Regions from separate parts of the Mus musculus genome. Here regions 1 and 3 are each linked to region 2. The links are chromatin contacts, called in public HiChIP or PLAC-seq maps. All regions are on one chromosome and are shown on one strand. Each heading gives the region's core, a stretch centred on a gene start, on an enhancer-like site or on the middle of the called end of the contact. The rest is flanking DNA. Distances are from core to core; before and after follow the strand shown. Region 1 has its middle 57 kb from the start of Gm14009. Region 2 overlaps Gm39928 (a long non-coding RNA gene). Region 3 holds the start of Bcl2l11 (BCL2-like 11 (apoptosis facilitator)).

Evidence for each region. HiChIP or PLAC-seq counts read pairs in DNA pulled down with a chosen protein or histone mark.
Region 1: a FOXA1 HiChIP or PLAC-seq map of pancreatic cancer cells shows a contact between it and region 2. The contact joins two enhancer-like sites. A contact is called at or near these places in 1 of 484 Hi-C or Micro-C datasets (olfactory sensory neurons), 2 of 115 datasets of contacts at active chromatin or transcription factors (acute myeloid leukemia and pancreatic cancer cells) and 1 of 9 other capture datasets (liver).
Region 3: a FOXA1 HiChIP or PLAC-seq map of pancreatic cancer cells shows a contact between it and region 2. The contact joins the promoter of Bcl2l11 here to the enhancer-like site in region 2. A contact is called at or near these places in 6 of 39 promoter capture datasets (the 3T3-L1 cell line, the SN4741 cell line, cranial neural crest and 3 more), 2 of 15 datasets of contacts at CTCF or cohesin (both in the NIH/3T3 cell line), 2 of 484 Hi-C or Micro-C datasets (the 3T3-L1 cell line and bone marrow-derived macrophages), 15 of 115 datasets of contacts at active chromatin or transcription factors (the SCID.adh cell line, SST interneurons, acute myeloid leukemia and 10 more) and 1 of 9 other capture datasets (adipose tissue).

The regions. Positions count from the first base shown.
Region 1 is chr2:128,224,756-128,229,172 of GRCm38.p6, forward strand. No RefSeq gene overlaps it. Among named protein-coding and RNA genes, the nearest start is that of Gm14009, 57 kb to the left of the region's middle. Within about 2 kb of position 1,861, at least 12 of the 459 cell types and tissues checked have an H3K27ac peak or open chromatin away from gene starts, as enhancers often do. A contact at or near this core is called in pancreatic cancer cells, where this site is marked.
Region 2 is chr2:128,535,606-128,539,437 of GRCm38.p6, forward strand. All of the region lies in intron 1 of Gm39928 (a long non-coding RNA gene), which reads right to left. Among named protein-coding and RNA genes, the nearest start is that of Gm39928, 12 kb to the right of the region's middle. Within about 2 kb of position 1,981, at least 24 of the 459 cell types and tissues checked have an H3K27ac peak or open chromatin away from gene starts, as enhancers often do. A contact at or near this core is called in the SN4741 cell line, acute myeloid leukemia and pancreatic cancer cells, where this site is marked.
Region 3 is chr2:128,123,907-128,128,355 of GRCm38.p6, forward strand. It overlaps Bcl2l11 (BCL2-like 11 (apoptosis facilitator)), which reads left to right and starts at 2,132. Exons shown (of 4, transcript NM_207680.2): 1 at 2,132-2,346. It also overlaps a transcript of Acoxl not described here.

The DNA of each region.
Region 1 (4,417 bases), core at 611-3,110, 310 kb before region 2:
GGTCATAACAAAGAAAAAGACGGAATGTTAGAGAAAATAAATATGCCAAATATCCTCATGTGAGCATTAAACATTTATATGAATTGAAATATTACTCTGCACCCCAAAATACGAGCAATTACTATGTATGAATTAAAAACAAAACCATATGTTTCCAGTTAAAAGATAAATTACACGTGAGTCCATAAAATAAGTCCCAATAAGTTGAAGAGGTAGTACTGGTGTATTGAATTTTTGTTGGGTACAGGGCATTAAACCAGAAGTCACTGATGGTGAGGTTTAGAGGCAGACAGGACTTCTAAGTAATCCTGAGCTAAAGCAGAAGCAGCAAGGAAAACGGACTTTTGATCAGAATGATCGTGGGAATAAAACATCAAGATGTTGAGCTGTGGTAAAAACAGTGTTAGGAAGGAGATTCATAATTTCATATACCAAAGAAGGTAGGTTTCAAGGCAGTGCTTCAATGGCCCTCTCTAAGACTCGGAACAAAAAGAAGGAAGGGAGGGAGGGAAGGCGAGAGGAAGTAAGGAGGAAGGAAACACTGAGTAGAAGAAAAAGAAATAATAAGAGTGGAACCAAATAACATAAAAACAGAGAATACAGAAAATTAACAAACAAAAGTGATTACGTGAGAAGATGGAGTAGCCAGATTAACGTGCAAACAGGTGTGTGATGTTGGCTGGCCAAGGACTGACAGATAACCAACAGAAAAGAGCCAAGAGCCAGGGACGACTTCACACTTACAGGGACATCTGCGTTTGTCCAAGAAGTCAAAACGATTTATGGGGAAGGAAAAGTCTTCTAAAAAAAAAAAATGGCGCTGCCTTCATTGGGTGTTTATTTGAAGACAAACAAGACACTTATCTTTCTCTCTCTCTCTCTCTCTCTTCCTCATTTGCAAAAATTAACTTGAAATGAACCACAGACCCAGGGACAAAAGCCATAACATATTTAGAGAAAAGCGTAAGAGAACATTTTCGTAGTTTGGGGTATAAGCAAATGTTGGGGGAGTCACAGGAAGAGCTAATCACCAAGGATGGCCGAGACATCTGTCTCCAACAAAGCCGAAAGCTTCTGCTGGTAAGGGATCTCAGCAAGAGAGCTGGAGAGACGACGTTCAGCCCTTTTAACAGCACTGGCTGCTTCCCACAGAACCCAGGTTTGGTTCCCAGAGCCCACATGGCAGCTTACAACAATCTGTCACTCCATTTCTAGGGCACCCAGTGCCCTCACCTGGCTACCTCAGGTTCTAGGCACAAACATGATATATGAACATACATACAGGCCAATACTCACACACTTTAAAAATAAATAACTACATCTTAAAAAGACATCAGTAAGCAAACAAACAAGCAAGCCACCGATTGGGAGAAAATATTCACAAATCTAAAAATGAACAGATATGCTGGGTATACCAAGAACTCTTTCAACTCACTAATGAAAGATAATCAATTCAACTAAAAATGGGTGAAAGAACCTGATAGGGTAGTGCACAATTATAAACCAAGAGAGAAGTGAGTTCAAGGTTGGCTTAAGACATGTGAGATTATATAAGGAAAGGACCCAGAGAGCTGTGGATACAATTCAGTGGTAATAGCACCTGCCCAGACTGTGCAAAGCCAAGGGTTCAACTTCAGCCTCATGCGAATATGTGAGCAATTAAATAAATAGGTAAATAGCTGGATGAGAGAATTTGTATACCACACACACACACACACACACACACACACACACACAAAAACAACAACAAAAAGACATGCAAATGACCACCAGGGACTGCAAAGACACTCACCAGTACTCACCAGGAAATAAAAATTAAAACCACAAATGAGATACCACAATACTCCTACCAAAAATTAACATCACCAGCATGACTAAATATTAGTAAGGATGTGGCAACTGCTAAGACAATCCATAAACCCTGCCCTGTGACCCAGAGTGGCCCTCCTAGGGATTTTCCCACATGAAATGAAAACATATGTTCACCAAAAGCCTCACCCACCCGCCACGCCAGCTCAACAACAGGACGGGTCGGAGTATTCTTTGACGCAGCAATAGGAATGAGTTCCCTAGCATTCCGCTACTGTAACCGGTGCCTTAGATGATCAACTTATAAAGAGAGAAGGATGGTTTTGACTCATGGTTTAGTGGTTACAGTCAGGAGTCAGGCAGATTCATTGCCTTTAGGTCTCTGGTGGGAGGGGCAGACGCAGTGATGGGCAGCAGGTGGCACAACCAAGTGGCCAGAAAGGAAAAGATAGAAAGAGGGGTGGACTGAGGTCACACTTCGTCCTTCAAGAGCACACCTTCTGTGACACTGAGACTAACAGGAAGCAAAACTTTGCCCCTGGAAGTTGCTACCATCTCCCAACAGTACCACAGTAGGACTCAACCCCTCATCCCCGACCGTAGTGCCCCACCCCTGACCCTCATCCCTTGACCCTACACCCCCACCCTCTCACCCCTACACCCCTGCCTAACCTTTGTGGGGATGCGATTAAGACTGAAGGATACAAGGATGACTGCTCAATGGGTTTGGGTCATCGTTATGAACATGCTAGGAGATTTCAGAAGCCAGTGCCCATGTACAAGGGTTCAAGTTTCAGCATAGCTTTTTCCTGACCCTGTCAGTAGCTACTGTGGAAGAATGACTCTGTCAGGGATGGCAGTCTTTTCCATTGGTGTGTCTTTCTCTAGCTACTTGAGGCCATGCTCAAAGGCTTGTATCCTCTGCTCTCTCTCTGAGCTATGTCAAACTCAAGACGCTTTTCACGATGTTCTTCCAACTCCTTGTGGGAGGAAACAAACCTTCCCAGAAGGCCTGAAGGGGCTCAGGAACCCCAGGGAAGACTCCTTCCAAGGTCCTGTGGTTGGCACACAGGAAGAGGTTTCATGAGGGGCCATGCGGGATCAGCACAGGCAGGATGAGGAATCCCAGTAGGTGTTCTCCACAAAACATCATCTGCTCATCCCTTGCCTTCTTTCATGACATCATCTGGACCAGCTTGGATGAAGCAGCAGAGAAGAGGTGGGGTATGACAGGCTGAGAGTAGGTTTCCTAGTAACACCATGCTCTGTTATATACCAATATGACAGAGGCATACACACTAAAATGTATAGCAGAACAGGACCAACAAAGGCACAAGATAACAAACAAGCTGAAGAAGCAAGAGGACTTTTGTTCAGATACTTAGCATACATGTAAAAAACTAAGGTTGTTTCCAGGCAGACTCGAGAACCTCACAGGCTCCATCTTGTCTCTGACCTCTAAGCCCTGTCATATGCTCTGTTCAAGATAACCAAAAAAGAGTCTATTTCTCCAAAACTTTTAGGGGAAGCAAAAGACTTTACAGACGGCATATGGACACCAAGGGTAATGCCACATGCTCCAAAGGGGTGGGGGAGGGACCTCTCACTGAATATTTTTCTCCTTTTCAAATGTATTTCTCCTCTGAGATCCTTTCCACCTTTCCTCCGGAGTCTCCATTCCCATTAAGTTCTGGCTTTCTGTTCTGTGTTCTACAGAACCCTTCTCTGTCTACACACAGCCTGGGTGTCTAGCCCTAGCTTCTACTTGAACTGAAGTATGTCACTGGAAACATTGGACCTGTGAAGCAGGGTTGGTGGTCCTACAAGAGTCTCATAAAGTCCTCACTGAAACTTCACCTCCATCATCTTCACTACCATCTTCATCATCATCACAGCGGAATGCCACCATTACCCGACCTCTCCCATTAGCATCATCCTCATCACTGCCACCAGCACCGTAATCATCATCACCGCCATCAACATCCTTACCAATTCCACCACCAGCACTATCCATGTTTTGGGGGGAGGGTGGGTGGGTGGCTCATCATATATAAGAAAAAGTACTCAGAACTTATTATTGCAGTCTCTTGGGAGACAGAAGTAGACCTACTTGCATTTCATGGAGGAGGACATTAGATATCTGAGAAATGCTCCTCCTTTGGAGGAGTTCAGTACACTGGGATTCTCTGGCCTCAGCCAGGCCCTTGCTACAGCTGCCAGGCTGTCGGTTTCTTTCCTTGGTGATGGTTGTCCCAGATCCTCATCAGACTCTAATCCAAGGCCAGATGGCCTTTGTACTTTCTACCAAACAGTCCATGGGCCTCTGTTGCAAGCACTCATCCTGCTTCACCCTCTCACTATACAGCCAACCTTTCTTGAGCAGCAGCTGTTCCAAGGATGCTTTTGTACACAACCGTATCACTTCACTCAGGCCATTCATCTTACTGGTGAAGTCTGTCCCTGTGGCCTTAAAAACCCCATAACTCTGATTCTGTTCCTTTCCACAACTCCTACCCAGGCTGTGAGATGTGCTTGGGTGTTTCCTTGTGGGAAGAGCAGGCTGCCTGCTAGGCCCATATAATACTGGCAACTCATAGCGTCTAGGTTT
Region 2 (3,832 bases), core at 731-3,230:
GTCTAAAGAGTGAATTCCGGGACAGCTAGGGCTACACGGAGAAGCCCTGCCTCGAAAAAAAAAAACATAATTAATTAATTAATCAATTACTGCCTAGAGTCCGGTGTGGTGACACATATCTGTAATCCCAGCACTTGAGAAGTGGAGGCAAGAGGATTAGGAATCCAAAGCTAGACTTGTTAACAAAAAAAGAGTCTGAGGCTAGGTTGGAGCCAAATGGAACTCTATCTCAAAAAGAAAAGGAGAGAAGGGGGAGGGGGAAGGGGGATGGAGAGGGAGAGGGAGAAGGAGAGAGAGAGGTGCAGGCAAGAAAAGAAAGAAACCTGATGATTAGCTGGGTATGGTGGCACATACTTGAAATCTCAGCACATGGGTCCAGCTGAGGCAGGAAGATCCAGGGCATAAGGCCAGCCTGAGCTACACATCAAGACACGGAAGCTACTAGGGAAGGGTCAATTGCAGCTCAGTGGTAGAATGTGATCATGCATGCAACCTTGGGTTCAATCCCCAACAAATCAACTGTTAGAGCAAGCATGAGAGGAGACACAGAGTCAGAGTACCTTCTGCTCACACGACAAGCCCTGCTAGAGTAGCCAAGCCCCAGGAGCGCAGGACTCTGGAGGAGGCTGAAGCACTCACTGGCCCCTTATTCTCTCCTCATGGATCCCAAGACAGAGGAGCAGCAGTAGCCACACAGCATGTGGAAATCTGTTGCTTTGGGACCCAGACTTGTGAGTTTCCATTTCCCCCTCTTCTGAAGACAAGCTGAGTTCATCTCTATCAAAACTAACAGCTGGAGGGGAAAAAACACCCATCGCAAAGGTCACAGACATCTGCACAGATAGACTCCCTTCATAGGAACGAATTAGACCACAGAGGTGGACCAACCCTCAGCAGGTTCTTTATCAAGGACTTAGTCCTTTTGCAGCTGCTGTAGTAGAAAGCCACAAACTGAATGACTTATAAACAACACAAGTTCCTTAGCTTGTGGTTTGGGAAGCTGGGAAGTCCAAGACCGAGGGAGCTCATCTGGTAAGAGTCAATACCTCTGCTATATCATAACATGGCAGAATGACCAACAGGTGGTGGGGTACAGAGGGAACCTAACCTTCAATAACCCATACCCATAGATAGACTCTGTAGCCCAGGCTGGCCTTGAACTCACTGTTGTAACCTAGGCTGGCTTTGAGGAAGTTTGAACTTTCTCCATCTTGCCACCTCTGTCTTCCAAGTGCTGAATTTACAGACATGTTCCCCAACATCTGACTCTACCCCATTTCCATGTGTCTATTTATGTATATGAGTACACTGTAGCTGTCTTCAGACACACCAGAAGAAGGCATCAGATCCCATTACAGATGGTTGTGAGCCACCATGTGGTTGCTGGGAATTGAACTCAGGATCTCTGGAAGAGCAGTCAGTGCTCATAACATCTGAGCCATCTCTCCAGGCCCTACCCCACTTCTTAAAACCAATACAATGACAGTTTTCCTCCGAGGTTTGGCAGGAACAGGCAGGCAGGAGCTGAAACAATTAGCCATAGTAACCGATGAATCTGTGAGCAACTGTTGAGGCCACGCAGATCCATTTCATCTGACTCTGTGGTTGTAACATCCAAGTTCTCTTTTATACAGTATTCTAGGATAAAAATAAGGACATTGTAGACATGACCTTAGGGGACCCTGAAGAGTCAGCATCCAATTGCCTCTAACAGGGTTGGTAGACCTGATGGGACCGGCTTATGGAAATATTAATCTGCACTCTTGAACTTCGCCAGTGATACTTGCCAGTCCTCTCTCTAGCAGCCTAACCTCCTTGCTCTTCGCTTCTCCCCTTCCCTCCAACCAGGATGCTCAGAGAAAAGGGTTAACTGACCTCCCTGGGCCTGGTATCTCCTGTTGGCTCTTCCTCCACAGCCATCCTGGGGTAGTAGCCCTGGCTGGTTGGCTCCCTTCCTGCCTGTGGTTGTTCATGCTGACTCAGAGTGCCTGGGCACAGTCTGCAGTACTGATGGAGCGGGCTTCACGTTAGATCACATTTCCCACTGTCATTAAATATTCCTGGAAAACAGGATGTTCAACAGTGCAAACACAACCAAGGCCATCTGTGTGCTTGACGCTCAGCTTGAGCAAGCGAGACCTTGTCATCTGGTTCCTGGAGTAGAGAAAGTGCATCAGCACCGGGCTGGCACCTGGGCTACTCCCTGCTTCCCCAGCAAAGACATTGCTTTGACTGTCCATCTACACATTAGAACAGGGGAACTAGAGATCAATTATGCATTGATAAACCCTATAGCAAAAGTCCTGTCACTGCAGCTACCTGGCCAAAAGTAGAAAACATAAACCAGATACTAGACATGTAGTCCTAAAAAGATCACAATAAAGGACCTTTGATTATAGATATCTTTAAATATTTATGTCCATCACACACACAAAAAAAGACTTATTAATTTCATAATTTAAATCTACTGGACATCTAGTGGGCAGCAGTTAGGCAAACTGGTTAAAGTGACAAGAACTGATGAGGACAAAGTGCTTGACCCTCAGTGGGACAATGCATCACACTCCTCAAGGCTCAGGACTGAATAGGAGAGAAGACAGAAAGAAGATAAAAGCCAAAGGATTGGGAGATGTGACACCAGAAGACATCTCCAGGGCATGACCTAGTCATTACAGCCCAGAAATCTCTGTAGCTGTGGTTCTCTACCAGTCCTGACCAAGACTGGTCCTGCCAGCATTTCATCAGGGATAGGAGAAAGAGTGACCCATGAGGTTCCACCTCTCCTCGCCGGACTACTGGTAGATGACGAGAAGGGTTCCAGCTAGTCCGGCGAGGAGAGTGGGGAAGGGTTCTGTGAGGGGAATGGTAGTCAAAGCAGTTAAAATTCATTACACATGTATGTGGAACTGTCAAAGAATTTTTAAAAACCTACTAACCATGTAAAAGAGTTTAACGCAGGCAGTTTTCTCCTGTATGCTGTGACATTTAAAATAACTTCCCCTGAGTTGTGCACCTCCTAGGAATGTGAGCTGGTAAAGGTGAGAGACAGCTCTTGAACATTAAACAGTAAAATGCCCCTGTATCCCACGCTCAGCCGGGCAAGTCAGACCAGTACTAGCCTTGTTAGTAGAGCACAGATTCAATCCCAGGAACTTCACTAGGCAGCACTTTTCTAGAAAATGTTCTAGAAAATATTGGCACTGCGGATTAAATCCAGGACTCTCTGCCTGCTAAACTTACAGTCCGCCGCTGAGCAATCCCTTCAAGTCCCCAGGCCATGCTGTTGGCTTCAAACAGCGTGATGAAAGGTATCGCACAGGAAAATGCCAGAGCTTTGGTTGAAGTCCAGAGCAGCACATGTTCCAAACTGAGGGTCCCCGAGTCCCCTGCCTTCACAAGGGTGTTTCCTGGTCATCTATCTTAAGGCCCTCATGCCTCATTCAGTGCCAAGATTCGGTGTAGGCTACGTAATCTGGCCTTTGGCTACCACTGAAGTCCTAGCTGATAGCATCAACCTCCTCAAACACAAGTGAACCTTTGGAAGATTCTAGACCTCAGCATTCGCATCAAAACCACCTGAGGCCCTAGTCACTGTCAGTAGATAGTGTCCAAGGAAGCTAATGCCGCTTGTAACACGGCAGCCACTTCACACCAAAGGCATAAGCAACAAGCTCATTGGTGAGTGTTGTCGATTCTAAGACTACTTGTGATTGTCCAGTATTTCATGCAAGAAAACTTACATTCCCCTGAAAATGAAGATCTTGCACATGAAAGAAACTTGTTGAAAATATGGACTAAATGACCCAAAGCTTGAAGAGATCACAGCTACTTT
Region 3 (4,449 bases), core at 882-3,381, 410 kb before region 2:
TGTGTTCTGACTTGGTGTTGCCCAGTTTCGTTCTCATCTCTAGCCATCGACTCGCTCCCCTCCCTCCATATCCGCTGGCAGCCTCAGTAAGGCACCAGTGACCCACTGGCCCTTCCCACGCTGCTCTTCTCTGCTGTCAAATCCGGTCCCAGGAGTTCTTCCGACACAGCCAGAGAAAGCTGAATGGGCCCAAAGGCCCGCGGCTACCTGACTTGAGGCACTTGGTGGAAGCTCCCCTGACTGCCTTGTTCCCTGGTGATGCAAGAGCCTCCGCCTCCAGGCCGGCTTCCTAATTAGGACCTAAAAAAGAGCACATAGCCCAACCCGTTGCTTTCCCCAGTGCCTGTATATTTTCTTTTAGCATGTCCAGGGTTGCAGAATCGGAAGACTCCAGAGCAGCCTGCTCCTACAAAGAAACACCAGCGCTTCCCCACCCCCACCTCCCACCCCTGTATGGTTCTTTTCTAGTCCAAGTATGAGGCGCCTAGCTCCACGCTGAGGGCGCAGAATACTTGCTGCTGGCTTTGGACTCCCAGAGTAGCAGTAGCAGATTGGGCTGCATGGGTGGGATGCCGAGTGGCCAAGGCACAGTACTGCTTCACAGACCTTGGTCAGGACAGACCTGGATCGGCGGTGTACTTGACTTCATCCACGCCCTTGCCCTGTGCGCTCTTGTAGCGATCACCCCTGACCTCCAGCAGGAGCAAGGCTTTGCCTTGAACACCCCAGCTTCCCTGGGAACCAATGGCTTCTTTGATCTCACTCAGGATTCACTTGAGAAGCTAGACTTTAGCATGGGGCTGTGCTGTGTCACCGTGACGTTAGATCCGCATACAAACACCAAAATGACCAAGATGGCCCAACATTGATTGGGACGGCAGGTCGCAACACTTGTTCTGCAAGAAAAGGCTACGTCCTACTTACTGCCAGCCTGGATGCAGGTTGGGTAGCCCATTAATAGAGTTTCCTTAATCTCGTGTGGGGAGTGGGACGTTCCATTTCCAGAGCAGCTTTTTTGGGCCGCCGCTATGAGAGAAGGGGCTGGGGGTGGGGATGCACATGGCGCCATTGACTTCCAGACTTCTGTTGGAATCACAAAGGCCTCAGGAAGATCAAGGGATTTTTTTTTCGACCCCCTTATGGTTTTCCCAGCTCGGCCTGAACTCCGCTGCTCCATGGTCGCCAGCATCGGCGGACCGATGGATAGACAGTTCCTGGCGTACACTGTGAGCCCCAAACATTTCGAGGCTCCCAACACCGCTCATGGCACAACCGTCTTTCCTTGGTAGCCCCCCTCCTTTTCCTTGTAGTTATTCTTTTCCAGCTAACTTTCTCATTCCCCTATTTTATATGCTTGTCGTGCCCGCCCATCGCTCCCTGAAGCTTCCCGCTTCTCTTGTCTCTCAACTGTCCTTCTCACCACCACCTCTGCCTCTTAAGTAACTGGGCACTAGGGAAACAAACATATAAACCACAACAACAACAACAGCACACACACACAAACACAACACTAAGGAGAGCCTAAAGGAGGACAGAAGGCAGAAGGCGGCGGCGACGAAGAATCTCGCTTGAGGCGCAGACGAAGAGGGGTGAGCATCTTGCTGATCTGAGTCCCCCGGAGGTCAGGAATTCTAGGAAAGGACAGTCAAAGGCCAGTGCCCATCCTTGCACCAATCTAATCCTCATGGTTTGGGGCTGAGAAGCTGTGCAAAGCAAGGGCGGAGGGACGCCTTCTGAGGCTTCCAACTGGCGCCCGCGGCCGGGCTGGACACAGAGCAGTGTACCCTGAGCGCCCCCTAAGTTCCGCTCTGCGAGGTGGCCGCCACGGGCGGACGGGGAGGGGCGGGTACATTCTGAGTGGAGGATGGGCGAGCATGCAGCTGCCCGCAGGCCAAGACACTAGGGTAAACACGCCGGGGTGGGCGGCGCACGCAAACTGCAGGACAGCCGGCGGGGCCACCCTCCCCACTACCTGTCGCAGCCTGCACGCGCCAGCGGCCTGGGGGCCGTGGGGGGTGGGGCTTACCTTCCGGCTTGCCGGGGGCCGGACTAAACGGGGGCGGAGCCCGCGGTGATTGGGCGCGGGGGCGGGGGCTCAACTACCGCAGAGTCTCAAGAGCAGGCTGCTTTCACTTCGCTCCCCGCAGGCACTGGGTCACCAGCTGGTTGGAGCTCTGCGGTCCTTGCCATCGTCGCCGTCACCGGATTCCTGCAGCCGCTCTGCGAGCTGTGTTCCACTTGGATTCACACCACCTCCGCTGCTCCCGCCGCCACCGCCTCGGCGCCCTTCCCCTGGCCCTCGTCCACCCAATGTCTGACTCTGATTCTCGGACTGAGAAACGCAAGGTAAACACTCCGCGACTCCCGGGGCGCAGGCTGGGGATGGATAGAAGACAGGCGCCGCAGCGGCTTCATCTGTCTCTGGTGTCGCACGTGCGGGTGGAGGCACTGGTTTGTCCCGCGTGGCTGCAGGAGGCGAACGCTGGGAGTCGGGTCGAGGTCGCTGCGTGCCAAGGCACTTTTGGGGAAGGGTTGTCGGCACTGAAGCTGCGGGCACTTAGCCGAAGACTGGGTTGGGACGCAATGCCGCACGAGGGGCCGCTGAGGCATCTCTCGCGGGCAAGGAGGGCGCGTGGTCTCGGCTTGGAGCCGAGGTCCCGCTTCGTGGTGCCGGTAGTGCGTCCAGCCGGGAAGCGTCGCGGCGACCCAGACGGCCCGGGAGAAGTAGCCGCGCGGTAGCGGCGGGCGGGTAGACTTAACTCTTCGCTGACGCGGGTTCATTGCGGAGGTTTGAGTATTAAAATCACACGCGCCCAGACTTTGCTTGTACCCATTCAAGTCAGTTTGGCCATAGTGGTCAATTTCCTTTCCGGATGTCCCTGGCGGCCCGGTTCCTTTTGCGACCGTCCTGTGGATATTGAGGAACACCGTATCTACAGGAGACAAGAAACCCCGTAACCCCCCTAGGACCACTTAGGCTACGCGTATTCCAAGCCCCAGCTAGCCGACTACTCCTAGCCCGATTGCACCGGGACCCAGTCGCATAGGCTGGCGGACCCCTGAGCTCGCAAGCCTATTGCCCACGGGGCAGGCACTGCTTGAGGAAGGCTAACTGAACAGTGGGGGCAGAGGTCTGGATGTGCATGCCCGAGACCCGAGATGGTCGTTCATATTTGGTTCGTGTCGGTAGCACTCGGTAGCACATGGGGACACAGCAGGTGAAGTTGCTGAGAAGTTCTTCAGGGGACTGCGGAGGCATTAGGGACTTGGCTCGGAATGGCCTGGAGTGCGATCGTGGCCTCGCGGATCTCCGAGGGGTGCGTGTCTCGCTTTGTCTCTAATGTCCCGCTGCCCTGGCGGCGGGAATTCCCGCAAAGCGCGCGCCGTCCCGGCCTGGCCCAGGGGTGGGGCGGGGCGCAAAGCGAAGCTGCCCGGCCCCCTAAGTTCCAGCCGGAGCTGCGGTGGCCGGCACAGTCTGAGCGGCGCTGGGCGGCGAGTTTGTCAACAATCGCCTTGCCTTCGGCTGCCTGACCCGTAGGCGCCGCCCCCACCGCCTCTGCCCATTGGTTACGATGGGGAGCGACTGCGCGCGGGCCAATGGGGGAGCACTGGCAGCCGGCGCCAGGGGCGCAGGGCTGGCGGTGCCCGCGCGGCGGCGGGAGCTGCGCGCTAGGGGCGGAGCGGGAGGAGGCGGAGGATGATCCCGGCGGCGGCCGGTGCAGCGCGGGCCAGAGGCGCGGCGCGCGAAACCTTCGGCTCCCCGGCGGAGCGTGGCGGAGGGCGGACGGGCAGGCGCGGGGCCCTGGAGCCCAGGACCCGGCTTTGTTTCCCTTGCCTCCTCGGTGGCGACGTGCAGGGGTCGTTCGATCGGCGCAACACGCCGCGCTCGGAAGGGAAGGGGCGGACGTGAGTCTCGGCATGGTGGCCCGGGGAGGGAAAGAGTCAGCCTTGCGCCGGGTATTGCCAAGAACGCGCAGCTAGGTGTGGAACTTTCAAAGGGATGTCTCTTAAGGCCCTCTTTGGAAGTGTGCACATTCCGGCAAGGTTGCACCCGAGAGAAGTGGTTTAGTGTTTGGGGTGGCGCGCAGGGCAGGCAGCAGGAGGGACCTTGCGGCCGAGGGCGCTCGACCCGGGCGGAGCTGCGCTCGGAGTTACAAACTCTATTGTGACGCACTTACTACGACTGACGGCCGCTGCCAAACCTTCTCCAGACTTGCTGCCCTCAGCATTTTCGGCAAACAATGGGGCCGGAGCAGGGAAGGCGGCCAGCCGCCTGCAATCTCTGCATCTGCGCCCGCTCCTGTGCTCCAGCTCCGCATCTGAGCCCGGGAAATGAGAGCCCGCTGGGATTTTCAGACTTGATTCAAGTTTGTCCTGAAGGAAAGCACGAAATGTAGACGTCCCGCGAGCTGCTTCTCCTAAAACTTCTGTGCTTGTGTGTGCGTGAGC